Regions from separate parts of the Mus musculus genome. Here region 2 is linked to region 1. Evidence: chromatin contacts called from public targeted proximity ligation data. All regions are on one chromosome and are shown on one strand. The core of a region is the stretch at or near the end of the contact, and the rest is flanking DNA. Distances in the headings are between cores, read along the strand shown.

The links.
Region 2: a targeted proximity ligation map of embryonic stem cells shows a contact between it and region 1, with 8 read pairs. A contact is called at or near these places in 5 of 39 promoter capture datasets (Sertoli cells, cranial neural crest, embryonic stem cells and 2 more), 13 of 484 Hi-C or Micro-C datasets (the C3H10T1/2 cell line, the G1E-ER4 cell line, the Patski cell line and 9 more), 17 of 130 datasets of targeted methods (the 230-238 cell line, the HPC-7 cell line, the NIH/3T3 cell line and 13 more) and 4 of 9 other capture datasets (adipose tissue, liver, macrophages and 1 more).

What each region holds. Positions count from the first base shown.
Region 1 is chr19:7,237,394-7,245,197 of GRCm38.p6, forward strand. It overlaps Naa40 (N(alpha)-acetyltransferase 40, NatD catalytic subunit), which reads right to left and starts at 3,829. Exons shown (of 8, transcript NM_027643.1): 1 at 3,545-3,829. The coding sequence starts at 3,550.
Region 2 is chr19:7,365,309-7,373,112 of GRCm38.p6, forward strand. All of the region lies in intron 5 of Spindoc (spindlin interactor and repressor of chromatin binding), which reads right to left. Among named protein-coding and RNA genes, the nearest start is that of 1700105P06Rik, 14 kb to the right of the region's middle.

The DNA.
Region 1 (7,804 bases), core at 2,579-5,078:
ATGGAGCATCAGGAACATGAGTATTCCATCAACCAGATAAGGCCATGCCCACCTGCCACCCCTAAATGACCATTTGAACATCTCCAGGGAAACTGGGATGCTAACATATCTTCACATTCAAAGGAGATGTAAGTTCCCTTCTCCACCCTACCAAGCCAACAGAGTGTAGGACTGTTGGACTGCCACAAAACACATTGTGGGACAAGATTAAAGGTGCTGGAAACCAAGTGTGACTCCCAGGACCCCAAAAGCACAAAACCTGGGTTCTTCCACAACATTTAATTTCTCAACACAGGAACATGGTTTCTGAGACTTATGCAGACTGAGTGGCAAACCAGGCAACCCTCAAGGCCACTACCAAGGAGATTGAGATAATGGACAACACCCCTTAAGCACTTGGCAGCCAGCACAGAGTGAGGGGTAGAGGCAGGCTGGGCCACACAGGCAGGGGCCCTCCTGCAACTCCAGCAAACACCAGTTAGAGTGGTCTCCCACTGTTCCAATTAGCTTCGCTGAAGCCTTGTGGAGGTAAGGCTGTCCTGCAGGGACGCAGGAAAACTTGTCTAATTAAAATGGGAAATAAGCACAGTGAACAGTAAAGCTCATTGTGGTTAAGTGTCGTTCCCAAGGGAGCTTTATATAATAAAAAGAGTGTGGGCTTTTGAGTCAAGAGACCTGGATTTGATTCTCAGCTCTTTCACTTAATAGCTATGGCTTTAGGCATGTTACTTAAAGCCCCTTTGGCAAGTTGTTCAGTTTGTCAGAACCTCAGTTTCCTCAACCATAGAATGGACCTAATAATTCCTACAGCAATAATCAAAGGGCTGTTGTACAGATAAAATGGTATTATGCATTGGATTTAAACTCTTTTTAGCTGTACATGTGCTAGGACCAAAGCATATTCATAGCTACTATGTTACACTGAGCTTCATTTCCAGCTTTAGAGATGGTCTCTGTTTACAGGAACCCACTAGTGTCAGACACTCTGCCCGTGCATTCTTTTTTGGGGGTGGGGGGCACAGGATCTCCTATAGCTCAGGTTGGCTCCTAACTTGTTATATGGCTAAGGATGACCTTGAACTTCTGTTCCTCCTGCCTCTTCTTCCTGAGTGCTAGGATTACAGGCTTGAATTACTTTACCCAGTCTACGAGGTGCTAGGAATCAAACCCAGGACCTCAGGCATGCCAGGCAGGCACTCTATAGAACAGCTATATCCCTAGCCCTCTGCCTCTGCTTTTCTAAAAAGAATGTGTTGTAGACAGCTCAGCTGTGAGAACCAACTACTAATTCAAGTCCTAGAGTTCTGACAGGTCTTCCCAGCCTCAGCTGGACTCAGCTCCACCAGGCAGGAGTAGGTTTACTTTACTTACCAGTGTGTGCACAAACAGGAGGCTCAGATTCAAATTCAGGCTTGAACCCCTTACTAGTCTAGGAGTCACAAAGAGAAATAAAAAGACAACCCACAAACAAACTCCACCAGTGGCTGCTTCCAGAAGAGATTTGACATCACTTAGGCCTCCGTGTCAATGCTTCCACCCAACTGGTTCTGGCAAGGGGAGAGATATATCCTCTAACTCAAACCCAACAGTAGTAGAACCCGGGAGAGGTGTTGTTCCACTTGCTCCCACTATCACTCAGCCTGGGGTTTAGAAGCAGGGTACTTCCTAGGGGAATGGGTGGCAACTACTAGGAACAACTGCTTCAAGTTATGCAGGTGGGGCATGGAGGCTGGGGTGGGGACTGATGAGAGTAATGGGAGTATTCCAGATCTGATCCAATGAAGGTAATTCAAGTCTCTGCTGCTTTGAGTTTTAGGCCAGGAGACACTCTGATGGGAGTTGTGAGAAACATCTCCACAGTATGAGCAATAGATGGGGACTCAAAGGAAGCCCAGTGTATCTGGGCCCCATGACTTCAGTGCCACCAATGAATAAGTACAGAACCTGAGGCATGTCACCCTCTTAGGGCTTTGTCTGCAGTGGCTGATTCTGGGCAAAGAGTTAATGAGTAATACTAGAAACTTGATTTCATTTAGCTTCAACAACAGCAGGGGCCTGCAACTGCTCACTAAAATTGAAGTTAAATATGCCAAAGTCTCTCAGCCTTGATTTTCTTCATATTGAATAAAAATTACTGTCTGAACTATGACAAATGCTTTGGAAGGTTTTGAGGTTTTTGTGAAGACTGAACTCAGGGCCTCACATATGTTAAGCATACACTCTACTACGGAGCTATGTAACCCCAGGCCCCTCAAGTTTTGTTTTGACATTGATCCCAAAATAAGTGTTTTGTCACAAGCTAGACTACTTTTGTCTAATAAGCTGATTTGTTTGTGAGAGAGGGAAAAAAAAAAATCTAGGTTAGTGACAGTAGGGACAAACCCAAAGGAATAAAAATAGCACCAATCTATTTTAGATCACTGAAGTGAGGCTGAGAATATAAGCAAAATAGCAGCTACTGCTTAAAGGCACCTAGTGGGCTATTTACATCCATTTTCTCATTTAATCTTCATCACTATCCTAAGAGGAGGTCACGTGCATCGCACAAATAGGAATAAAACCAAGCCAGGCCTCATCACCTGCAGGGTCATGCCACTAGCCGTTAAAGATGGGGCTGCCACTGAGGCACATCTAGTTTCAAAGTCAGGACTCGCTAAAAGTGTTGCAAATTCCACACGAACCCTATGATCAGAGAGTTACATTTTTAGGAGGGTGCTTTTGCCCAACCCTAGATCTGCATATCCCAGGAAAGGCCATGGAAATGCATCTTCTTGCTGTCAGACCATAACAGGTGGTTACTATACATCCAGGCTGGGACTATAACCAGCCCATCCCCCCTACTCATCTGTACACCTCCACCCCCTCTTCCATTGCAAGCCACCTGCAGTAACAAGACTAAGAACAATCCAACTTCTAAGATCCATTTTACTGCAGCCAGAAGCTGAACGGGCATGCCTGTGTGGTAAGGAAGACTACGTTTCATCTGAAGCAGGAAGAAGCTGGTAGCAGACGGTTCAAAAGTGTAGGGGAACTGGCTGGGCAGAGACTTGAGCAGTGGGAAGCAGATTCCATCGAGACTCCGGAGTCACCGGATGGGGTCCAGCGCCCAAGCCATATCAATGTGACCTTGGCCATACGCCTTCTTGCCTCCCTGCCTCAGTTCCCTACAAGTTCGGGTAGCAGGAAACCGCTAGGACCGTGACAGCCAGATGATGGGTGTCTTCAAGGAGCAAGGGGCTAATATCAGGGACGCAGCAGGGGCTCGGGAGTGGGGAGGCCTTCTAGGGGGTCAGAGAGGCAGGAAGGGGCACGAAGAGAACGGAGTGGGGGGCGGGGGGGAGAAGAGGGCTCCCAGAGAATTTCTGGGCTAGGCTCAACGCCGGGACCTTTACAACGAGGCGTGGGGAACTCTTGTCAAGTGGGGGCCGGGGGTCACGTGAGACTGTAAGGGGTCAGGGTCACGTGAGGGGGTTCACGAAACAATGAGGACGCAGAGGGTGAACGGCAGCTGTGGACTTCCCATTACTTCTCCAGCCTCACTTACCCCCATGGTGGCGGCGGCGGCGACGGCGGCGGCCCTCGGCTCCCCTCTCGCACTTGCCCGTAGGGAGGTGGCAACGGCGGAACCCGAGCGACAGCGAAGCGGCCGGCCGCGCACTACGCATGCGTCTCACAAATCCCCCGCGCGTCCTAGAGGGCCCCGCGCCGGCGCAGAACCGGACCAGAGTGGGCGGCGAGCGCGAAGGCGCGCAGGTGGAACGGTTGCCGTGCGCGCGGAAGGCCTGAGAACAGAAAGGCGGGAGGCGCGGCAGAGCGTCGCGCTAGGAATGACGCGCACGCGCCGGCCCCGCCCCCTCGACGGTCCGCGTCTGTAACTATGGCAACGACCACGCGGAGCGGAAGGGCGCGCGCCGGCCTGGAGCAAGCTAGCCTCGGAGCCACTTGGTGGGCGGTGGTGCGGGCTGCCTTCGCTGAGGCGCGCAGGCACAGCCAAAAGTCTGGAAGCATTCTGACTTCTAGAAGCTGACCCTTGGCATGCCTTTTCTAACAAGTCCTGTTATACCCATTCATCCTTCTCAACATTCGTTCACACGGCATTAACATGCACATACATTGTGCTGAACCCAGAGGATACAGAAGTTTGTGTCCTAAAGGAGCTTGTAACTCCTGTGTAACTAAAGACCTCAGGTGTTCTGGGTCCTATTTTTTTCAGTTTGAGCAGACATCTGGGTAGTGTGACCTCCACATGACCTGCATGGGAATCACCTAGGGAGATAGAGCAGTTTGCAAACCCTTGGGACTAACCCTGAAATCTGGGGTGGAGGCGGGAATCAAAATCTTAGCTTTCTTGGTTTTTTTTTGTTTGGTTGGTTGGTTTTTGTTGTTGTTGTTGTTTTTGTTTTGCTTGGTTTGGCTTAGGTTGGCCTCCTTGACCCTGCCAGCCCTGTACTGAGGGTCAAATTCATGGTTTCACACATGATAGAGTTCTGTCATTGAGCTACAACCCCTACTCCAGAGTCTCTATTAGCGCGGGCACACACACACACAAAATTAGAACGCCCTGGCTCCAGTCTTAAATTTAAAATTTTCAGATTTTAATCATTATCCTACGTTTATTGCTCAGAGAAGTTGTAGCCCTGGCAACGTGCAGCGAGTGCCTACTGCAGTGGTAGGCACTGTTTCAGGCAGCAAAGAAAACAATACCAAGCTGAGTGTGGTGGCTCCTACCTGTGATCCAAGTACTATGGAAGCAGAGGTTGGAGGACCATGGGGCTTGAGAGACAGCTCAGAGGTTAAGAGCAATGGCTACCCATCTAAAAGAACCAGGTTCCTAGGACTCATGGCAGCTTAGAACTATATATAACTCCAGGTACAAGGGATCTAACACAGTCACACAGACACAGTCAGGCGATCCCAGCATTTGGGAGGCAGAGGCAAGTGGATCTCATTAGTTTGAGGCCAGCTTGGTCTATAGACCAAGTTCCAGGACAGCCAGGGCTACGCAGAGAAATCCTAGCTTGAAAGACCTAAATAAATAAAATCTCAAAAAATTTAAAAAAGAAAAGAGAGAGAGAGAGAAGGAAAGAAATAGTATCAAACAGGAAAAAGATCTGCTGGTATTTTCTAGAAAGGAGATAATAAGCCAGTTAAATAAATAATAAAAGAATAGTATGTGCCCTGGGTACCATGAAGGAAAAGAAAGCCTGTCAGGAAAGGATTTATAATTGTATCTAGGATGCTTGGGGAAGATAACACGAGGTGGTGGTAGTTGAGCCAAGATCTTTAGGGAGTCAGAGAGCAAGTCATGAAGCTACCTGGGAGCAGGGCAGGGCATTCCAGGAGGGGGGGTGGTGTCAAACAGTCCCTGACTTTCCCTGCAGGTGGGAATGCTGTTAGTTGGCACTCCTAGCATTAAGTACAGTGTGGCCAGGGCAAATGGGACCTGCAGGAGCAGGATATGAAGTGGACTCAGGCAGGTAAGAAGCGTTTCTTTTGCAGCTCATAGACTTGCAGAGACTTGGGGATTTAGACCACTGCTGGAAACTGAGTGGAGGGGCCACCAGCTGGTTTAGGTGTTCTGAGGCCCACTGGGCTGCTGATTCGACAAGGAGATATATAGTAGAGGTAAGGTTACAGGAAGAGGAGTCAGGCAAAGAGTGAGATGCCACAGGCAGGTGGTTGCTGGGAATTGAACTCATGACCTTTGGAAGAGCAGCCAGCACTCTTAACTGCTGAGCCATCTCTCCGGCCGCTTGTTTGTTTTTCAACACGGTTTTTCTGTGTAGCCCTGGCACTTGCCTCCTGAGCTGGAATCAAAGGCGTGTGCCACCATCACCTGGCTAGGAAGTCTTCCTTTTAATGTTGTATAAATCCACCAGCCAGAATGTAAGAAAATTGATGAATCTGCAGTTGGCTCCTTATCTGGAAGTCAGAAAATGTATTGCTGAAGGTCACTTCCTAACACTCTGGAGACCAGGCCGCTGGGAGAGGGAGCTGAGGCGGGTGGGTGAGAAGACATCTGAGTGAACTTTTGGAGAATGAGGCAGGAGTCCAACAGAAAATCCTCCCTGCCGTCTGGCTTTTCCTCTGGCCTCTCCTGAAGTCACTGTCGTGGTCAGCTCTTTCTTTACTGATCCAATCTCCATATCCTTTCTGCTACCCTCGACCCACCCTCTCTCACACTTTCGGACTCATCTTACTTTTGGTTTTTTTGCAGTGTTGAGGACTGAAGGCAGGGCACATTGATTTGCCTCTAAGCTATATCCCCAGGCCTACTACAAGTCATCCAAGCAACCCCTCCCCCACCCAAGCTACCTGAAAAAGCCCAATATCTGATTATTGTCCCCAAGACACACTACAAGCAACCGTCTTCTTCCAAGGGAGGTCATAAGGGTTAAATGAGAGGGATACAAGGCCTCACAAGGAAAGTCCCCCTTTCCCTCTTCTCTGACCAACATCGTCCCATTCTGAGGATGCTTTCTCATTAACCATTCCCCTATGGTTGAAGAACCCCCTCCTCCATTCTCATTCTCTCTGACTTCATGGACAGGGACATTAATCCCTGGTCTTCCCCATGTCTGGAGTGGCTCTGGCTGTCCCTTCTACCTGCCCGCTGGATCTCCTTTTTTCTTGACAATAGGTCCCACGTAGTCCAAGATGGCCCCAAGTTTGCGTCAGAGCTCAGACTGGTCTTGAACCTCTGATCTTCCTGCCTCTACATCTCAAGTGCTGGGACTTCAAAAAGCTATATTCCCAGGCCTACTACAAGTCACCCAAGCACGCCTGACTTTTCTTCCTCCCTTTCCTCTAATGCGGCCACTCCTTCAAACAGCTATAGGCTTCAGGCACCCATTTATTCTCCCACTCATTGTTGCCTCGTCCCAGGAATAAGGGAGGGAAAGGTGTGTGTGTGTGTGTGTGTGTAGTGACAGGACCCCCTTCTAACCTACCTGGGAGTACAGTGGGGAAGGAGAGGCATCATAATCAGGTGAGTGTCCCCTGATTTCCTCACTCCTGCAACCCTGACCTCTTCCTAAATTCTGGATTTTGTACTTGTTTTAGTCAGGGTTTCTATTCCTGGACAAAACATCATGACCAAGAAGCAAGTTGGGAAGGAAAGGGTTTATTCAGCTTACACTTCCATACTGCTGTTCATCACCAAGGAAGTCAGGACTGGAACTCAAGCAGGTCAGAAAGCAGGAACTGATGCAGAAGCCATAGAGAGATGTTCTTTACTGGCTTACTTCCCCTGGCTTGCTCAGCCTGCTCTCCAAGACTACTAGCCCAGAGATGGTACCACCCACAAGGGGACCTCCCCACTTGATCACTAATTGAGAAAATGCCTTACAGCTGGATCTCATGGAGGCACTTCCCCAACTGAAGCTCCTTTCTCTGTGATAACTCCAGCCTGTGTCACGTTGGCTAGTCAAAACTAGCCAGTACAGTACTGAAACCCTCTTGCCTCCCCTTAATTCAGATCCCAGCTGAGATAGAAGCTGCCTTCTCTCATTCCACATGGCTGGCCTGGGCACCCCACTGAGGGCTTCCACCATCTTTGCCATTTCCCATTGCCCACATGTACACCTGTGTCTTTGGAGATAGGGTTTCATATAACCGAGGTTGCTCCCAAATCCATTATGAAACTATGAATGACCTTTGACTCTTTCGTTTGTTTATTTTATCATCCTATGTATATGGGTGCTTCACCTGTATATATGTGTGTCTGGTACCTAAGAAGAGAGGATCGGAGTTACATGATTGTGGACTGACATGTCAGTGCTGGGTGGGAATCAGACTCAGGTCC
Region 2 (7,804 bases), core at 3,068-5,567, 130 kb after region 1:
TCGTATGCCATAGCACATGCCCTCCCATAAGCTTGAGAAATAAGGAGAGAGATGGGAGAACTGATTACTAGTCTTTGGGACAAACTGGTCCATTTTACTCTTGGGCCCTAGAAGAGGTCTCTTCCTGAGTGGTCTGCTCCACCTCTCACTTCCCAGCCACCAATCCTCCTGCAGAGGCTGGACTAAGCCCATTTCTTTTGGTTCTCACTAAGGACAAACCTACACAGGGATCTTGGAAATGTTACACCACTCAAATGACAAATAAGAACAGAAAGCACTTCCGAGCGCAAGAGCTGTCTTTATGTCAGGTACTGTTGGTTACAGACATTTGATCACATTGTGAATCCTGAGATTGGGTTATTTATTGAAAAAACTTGTTTCTAGTTGTGCTCATCCCTAGCACACACCTTTATTTAATCCAAGAGCTTTGTTTGTTGTAAACAGGATTAAATAAAGTCAACCATAAGCCAAAAGGCAAGGCAAGCAACCTGTTGAGAGGGAATGAACATAGGGGGAAAATAAAAGAGTAAGAGGAAGTCAGGAGGATAGACAGAGAGAGGCACAGGAAGTAGAAGGGAGGGACATTCAAGTGTGTGTGTGTGTTGGCGGGGGTGGGGGTGGGGGTGGGTGGGTGTTGAGACAACAGAGAACTTTCCTTTTGGGATGCTGGCTATAAAGGAAGGTCAGCTGGGTGCTTTCTCTGCCTCTCTGATTCAGCAGGCTCTCACCCCAGTATCTGGTTCCCAAGTCTGAATTGGTAAAAATCGAATGATTTGAGATTTTGTTATAAACAACATTTGGCAATCCAACACTAACTGAGAAATTACACCAGTTGCAGACAAACTAAGAAGCCATCAGATTTTCGAAGTCTGGATATTTCAAAGTTAAGGATAGGAAAAAAACATAATATAAGGCACTAGGATCCTGTATAGTGTTACTTTAAACAGCTTGAAAACAGAAGTCAAAATGAAAAACTAAATGACTTAACTGAAATTGGCTCAATTATCATCTTAGCATTTCATATTTTATCCTTAATAGCCATAGTGGCTTTCTGTACCCTCCCAAAGAAAAAACTATATACATACAGGAAAAAAAATATGAAAAGTAGATTGATAAGATACAAGTCTTAGACTTATTTATAGCAGAGACCAAGGCTAAACATACAAACAAATGGCATGAAGTTAAAGGTTTGGTAGTCATAGGAACAGATGTAACAATAACTTCACCACACGTTGGTACCCAGATTGGCCTCTTCAGGAGGTAAATATCCAGCTTCTAGGGACTGGAAGTTCATCTCAGGTGAAGCACAGCGCAGGATGGGTCAAGTACCCAGGGCAGAAGAACAAACAGGAAACTTAAAGCCATATACGGCGAAGAATTGCTATGAATTTATGGGGACGTGATTTGTTGCAGCAATGAAAACCACTGATTAAAATTCCTCCAATTTTAGAAACAAACCATAAAATAAAGAATGCTTCTGGGAAAAATATTTAAAGGTATTATCAAGAATAGTCACAGATTGTCCAAATTGTTGATAAGCAAAACACAACAGCTACAGATAGAGACTGGAGAGTAGAAAAAACCTGAAACAAACTGGGTTGTATATTTTAAAGACATGTTGACCCCAGAATAGAACCAAGAATATATATTAAATTGGGAAGAGGTTTTTGTCTCTGTTTCCACAGGAGAAAAAAAACTGTGGAGATCATCAAAACTGATAATGATTAAACTGACAATGACTAGGTTCAATCAGGAGAGATCTCCTGAACGAGGAGAGGTCATACTTCAATAGGCAGCTTGGTCACTGAGTCCAGACTAACTTACAAAGACTAACAAATGCCTTTCATTTGATCAGGAATTAACAATAAAAAACATTTTTGAATGATTTTCCAAAGGCATATTTGCTTTACTGGTGTGATATAAAAAGTATATAAAACATGTGTTTTAATTTCATGTTCGAACGTTAAGACTGTAGATACATTATCTTGGACATTAACTCTTGAGTTTTCTTTTTAAATAAAAAGGATCTTTTTATTGTTTGGTATTAAAAACACAGTAAAGGGCTTTAAAATGTTTTAGGTAAATTCAAAGGGTTTCACTATAGTTCACATTTGTTTTTTTTTTTTTTTTTTTTTGTTTTTTTCGAGACAGGGTTTCTCTGTGTAGCCCTGGCTGTCCTCAATTAAAGGTGTGCACCACCATGCCCGGCCACATTTGTTTTCTAAATCTCTAAGTGATTTGGAGCTAGGATAAAATATTTCAGTGAGGCTGTGGTAGCCCATGCCTACAAAGCCAGCAGAGCGGTGGATCTCAAGAAATTAGTTATTTTCTACATTCTAAGAGTTATAGTGAGGAGGATGACAGCACACGCCTTTAATCCTGCCACCCAGGGACAAAGCTCAGCTTCAGCTCCTAATTGGTAATTTGCACAGTAGAGAAATCATATACCATATTTATACATTATTATAAAAACCCCTCTATAGGGTTACCAGAAAGGCAGCTAATTTCCAATGGGGGCAGGAACTAAAGAGCGCTTCTGTGACTGTTGCTAAGCTCATCTCCCCGCAGGCAACCCTGACCAATATTGAAGCTGATGCTACCCTAATTATGGATATCATATTTATCAGTGATTTAGCAACCAGGGCTCTTCATAAAGGAAAAAAAAAAAAGTCCACCAATATTTGCCCATTGGCAAATGCTTTCCATATATGGAGAATAAATATATAACCCCCACTCCTACACTGTTCACTGCTCCTCCAAAACAGGTTATCTGCCAAACTGTGGGGACCTAAAGAATGGTCACAATCATCACCAACCACCGATGGAACGAAGACCAATGGCAAGAGACAGCTTATAGACGAGGGGATGGACCGGCCAACACGGAGAAAGGAGCCACAAAATCAGTGCAGCGTTACTGGCTGTGAGACAAACAACTAGGAAAGCAAGAGGAAAATATCTACTCGATTCATGGTGTGTGTGCGATGCTCTAGCTATATGGTCATCAAAATGGAAAACCACTAACTGGAAGATAAATGGCAAAGACATCTGGTCATGGGAGGCATGACCAGAACTGGCAAAAGCCTAGCAAAACTTAGCAAAGACATCAAATTTTATTTAGCTCATGTAGGCAAGACCAATAAAACCTCTGAAAACAATGAAATAGTGAACAAATTCAGAATAAGTCAGTAAGAACAATAGATTAAGCATTCGAAAAACTTGAAAACCCTTAACACTAAAAAATGGAGAACCAAATTACACCAGAGACTACTGCAAGGAACCCACAGCCAGGCAGTGACTCATCATCTTTTCTTCTTTTTTAAGATTTATTTAGTTATTTTATGCATGTAAGTACACTGTTCCTGTCTTCAGACACACCAGAAGAAGGCATCAGATCCCATTATGGATGGGTGTGAGCCACCATGTGGTTGCTGGGAATTGAACTCAGGACTTCTAGAAGATCAGTCAGTGCTCTTAACCACTGAGCCATCTCTCAAGCCCAGTGACTCAAATCTTTAATTGCAGCACTCAGGAGGCACACACCTTTAATCCCAACACTTGGAAGGCAGGCACATAAGGATCACAATGATTTAAATTAAAAATCCACTTGTAAAAGGCAGCTTGAGAGCTGGGCGTGGTGGTGCACACCTTTAATCCCAGCACTCAGGAGGCAGAGGCAGGTGGATTTCTGAGTTCCAGGCCAGCCTGGTCTACAGAGTGAGCTCCAGGACAGCCAGGGTTACATAGAGAAACCCTGTCTCGAAAACAAAACAAAAAACTTAAAGCTGGCTGTGGATTTGAAGCACGGCTCTCTCCTTTAAACCCAGGAATGCTTGTTAAAGGAAAATCTAAAATCTCTGTCCCATATCAGAAGAACCACCTGATACGAGACAGAGGAAAACAAAAAAATAAAGGCCACTAATCTCATAACCTTTGTTTGACTTTTAACTTTTCTGGCCAGGCAGTGGTGGCACACACCTTTAATCCCAGCACTTGGGAGGCAGAGGCAGGCGGATTTCTGAGTTCCAGGCCAGCCTGGTCTACAGAGTGAGTTCCAGGATAGCCAGGGCTACACAGAGAAACCCTGTCTCGGAAAACAAAAAAGCAAGCTTTTCTGAAGGTATAAATATTATCTCAAAACCTGTAAGATTATTATGTAGTAGTTATACAGAACACTAATTCTGGAAATAAGTTTTGTAGCCTCCCTCAGCCTTGAAGCAGGCTGATCCAGACTTTGACCTTGCTGCCACTAAGGAGGAGATTACCTAGGGTCTACGCCTTCTGACCTGGATGGCTCTATTTGCTCTTCTCCAAGACTCTGCTTCCTGCAGAAAGGTCCGTGAGATGTTCCAGAGACACACCCTGTAGATCGCCTATGGGCTGGCTCCAGGCACCAAGAATGGGCTGGTGGGGGATGGGCCTACCCTCTTTATAAATACAGATTCAGTAAACTTCGAAGGCTTTGAACAGAAAGGTTTGTCTTGGCCTCATTCTTTTCTCACTGTCTGATCTCTTTCAGCCCCAGCCTGCCTTTCAGGGGAACCCAGTTCAAGTGGTTGCAGGCCGCTACAAATTTGATCTAGCTTCCTTTGTGTGCTTGCAGGTTGGAGTCTGAAACAGGTTAACTAGAAACAAAGTTTGTGTACTTAATAGATTGTGATGCGCAAGACATTCAAACTACTGAGTTCATAGGACACTGACATGAAGTTTTACATAATTTTTTAATACAAAATACTTAATCTTAAGACTCCCAAAAATAGCTGGGCGTGGTGGCGCACGCCTTTAATCCCAGCACTCGGGAGGCAGAGGCAGGCCGATTTCTGAGTTCCAGGCCAGCCTGGTCTACAGAGTGAGTTCCAGGACAGCCAGAGCTATACAGAGAAACTCTGTTTCGAAAAAACCAAAAAAAAAAAAAAAATAAAATAAAATAAAAAAGACTCCCAAATATAATCAAACTGAACTTTGTGAAATGCCTGGCAGAACTAGCTTCAGTACTATAAATAGTGTTACTGTGATAAAGTTAAATTCTTTCCTTTTTATTAGACAAAAAAGGGGGAAATGTTTCAGAATTATGCTCTGAACCCTGAGACTATTTACAGAAAACAAAACAAAACAAAACAAAACAACTGTCTAATTGTGGTGTGGCTTAGCCTTAGCACAAACCTATAATCCAAAAGCTTTCTGTTTATTGTAAACAAGATTAAATAAAGTTAACCATAGGTCAAGAGGTGAAGCAAGCAACCAAGTGATGTGACAGGGAGCGAAGCTAGGAAACTACCACAGAATAAGAAGTCAGGAGGATGGACCCAGGCACACAGGAAGGAGAAGGGAGGGACACTCACTTGGGGGAGGGGTTGCAACAGTGTGGAGATGGAGAGCTTTCCTTTTGGGATGTATATTCTCTCTCTCTCTCTCTCTCTCTCTCTGATCTCATCTAGCAGGCTTTCACTCCCAAGTCTGAATTGGTAAAATCAAACAATTTGTTAAAAACAACATACTGGGGACTGGAGAGATGGCTCACTGGTTAAGAGCACTGACTGTTCTTCCAGAGGTCCTGAGTTCAATTCCCAGCAACCACATGGTGGCTCACAACCATCTGCAATGGGATCCGATGCCCTCTCTTCTGGTGTGTCTGAAGAGAGTAACAGTGTATTCCCATATATAAAATAAATAAATCTTAAAACAAACAAAGAAACAGAAAACCCACCCACCATACTATTCTAGGTGCTGAGGACATAAAAGTGAGCCAAACCAAAGAACCTTCTGAGGCTCACGTTTGCAGGTGCAGCACCGCACTTCCTCTCACTGCCTTCCTGCTCAGTTCAGCTTGGAGATACCTTGCCTGTGGCTGTGGTGACCAGCTTCCCGAGTTAGCACTTGAAAAGTGGACACAGGAGGAACAAGAATTCAATGCCAGCCTTGGTTACATAGTTTAAAGCCAGCCTGGGCTATAGAAGACCCTGTTTCAAAAAAAAAAGCAAAAGCCAGGTATCACACAGTGGCTTACAATTGTACTGTAAGCACTTGGGGAGCTGAGCAAAGAAAATCACGAATCATGTGTTCTAAGCAAACTGGGTCAACAGAGTAATAAAAAGCCTTTACCACCCCTCTCCCCTGGAAGGACTTGTGGACACATCAGTTTACTTTCTCTACTGCTTTGTAAATTCCTTTATCCACATGTTGCAAACAAGGTTCTTGGAAAGTTCCAGAAAGTTTTCCCAGGCAGCTTCATATGCATATCCATTAGTTCAGCAAAGCTGACGCCAGTGAGCTTGTCTTGTTTCTGTGTCTATGATTTTTACTCATCTTTTCTTTGGGGTAGAACTTTACTTCTATGAAAGCTGAATACCCTGGAGCTGTCAAACCTCTGGGTCCCCAAACAAGAAACCAGCAGAGGCTTTGCTCTGACAAGGTTCCATATACCATGACAGTACCAGGACACACTGCTACCTCCTCAGTCCCATTCTCTCCCTCTGCCACCACCTGTGATGCCCTGACCCAGTTTGCTTCAACTCACCATCCCAGATAGGTAGTTTGGGCACAGGATACCCCAAGACTCATGATGAAGGAGTCCTTCATCTGTGAAGGCGGAAGGCCCCAGGTTGATCAAGGAGGCCCAGAAGCATGCAAGTCCAAGGAGGATATGGCTGCCCAGGAAGTAACACTGGAATGTAACTGACTGAAGGAAGTACATGAGTGAGGCCTGTCTTAAGAGTGAAGACCATTTAGGTAAACAGAGGCACATAGTGCACTCCTCTACAGACTTCTGATGAAGAAAAAGGATATGACCAAACGAGTAAAAGTGGGCACTACGGACAAGGGAAATCACATGCTTGCTTGCCTCCATACTGAAAGCTTACCTCTTCTTTGCAAGCCCCATGCCAGGTCTATGGTTGCCTATTAGCTGGTTTACTTATCCCAGCACCAAAAGCATATTAATGAAGCATTTCTAACTTTATGGGACAAGGGTCTAAGCACTCCCCGGCAACAACCAATCCTTCATTCACAAGTTGCTTATCCTGAGATGCTGTAATCTGAATTCAACATTACAAGGGGAGGATCCAGCCTTAGCCTCCCCGAGGGCACTGCAGTCTTCATTTCCCCATAATGGTACAGGACTGTAAGTTAGCAGAAACACCCTGGAGCTGTGGACATGCCTCAGTGTTTAAAAGTACACAGGAGTTTGATTGTCAGTATGCACACTGGGAATAAAGGCATGCACCACTACCACCCGGTTATAAATCTTTTAAAAAGCTTATAAAATAAAACTAAATTAAAGAGCTGGACAGGAGCCGGGCGTGGTGGCACACACCTTTAATCCCAGCACTTGGGAGGCAGAGGCAGGCGAGTTTCTGAGTTGTTCTGGAACTACAGAGTGAGTTCCAGGACAGCCAAGGTGATACAGAGAAACCCTGTCTCAAAAAAACAAAAACAAAAACAAACAGAGCTGGACAGGGTAGCGAATGCCTTTAATCCTAGCACCTAGGCAGAGGCAGGGAGGTCTCAAGTGGACTGAAGCCAGCTCTGTCTACATCATGAGTTTCAGGACAGTTAAAGCTACATAGTGAGATCCTGTCTCAAAACACCAAAAAAAATTAAAAACAATAAAAATGTGTTTGTTTGGTTTAGTTTAATTGGGGAGGGGAAATATGTGAGCCATGGACACGTGGAGGTCAGAGGGTACTTTCAGTAGCCTGCTTCTCTCCTTCTCATTTTGGGGACTGAAGCCAAGTCGTCAGTTTGGCAGCACATATCTTCACCTGATGAGCCGATATCTCCCCGCTCCCCATGTACAGCTTACGGAAGG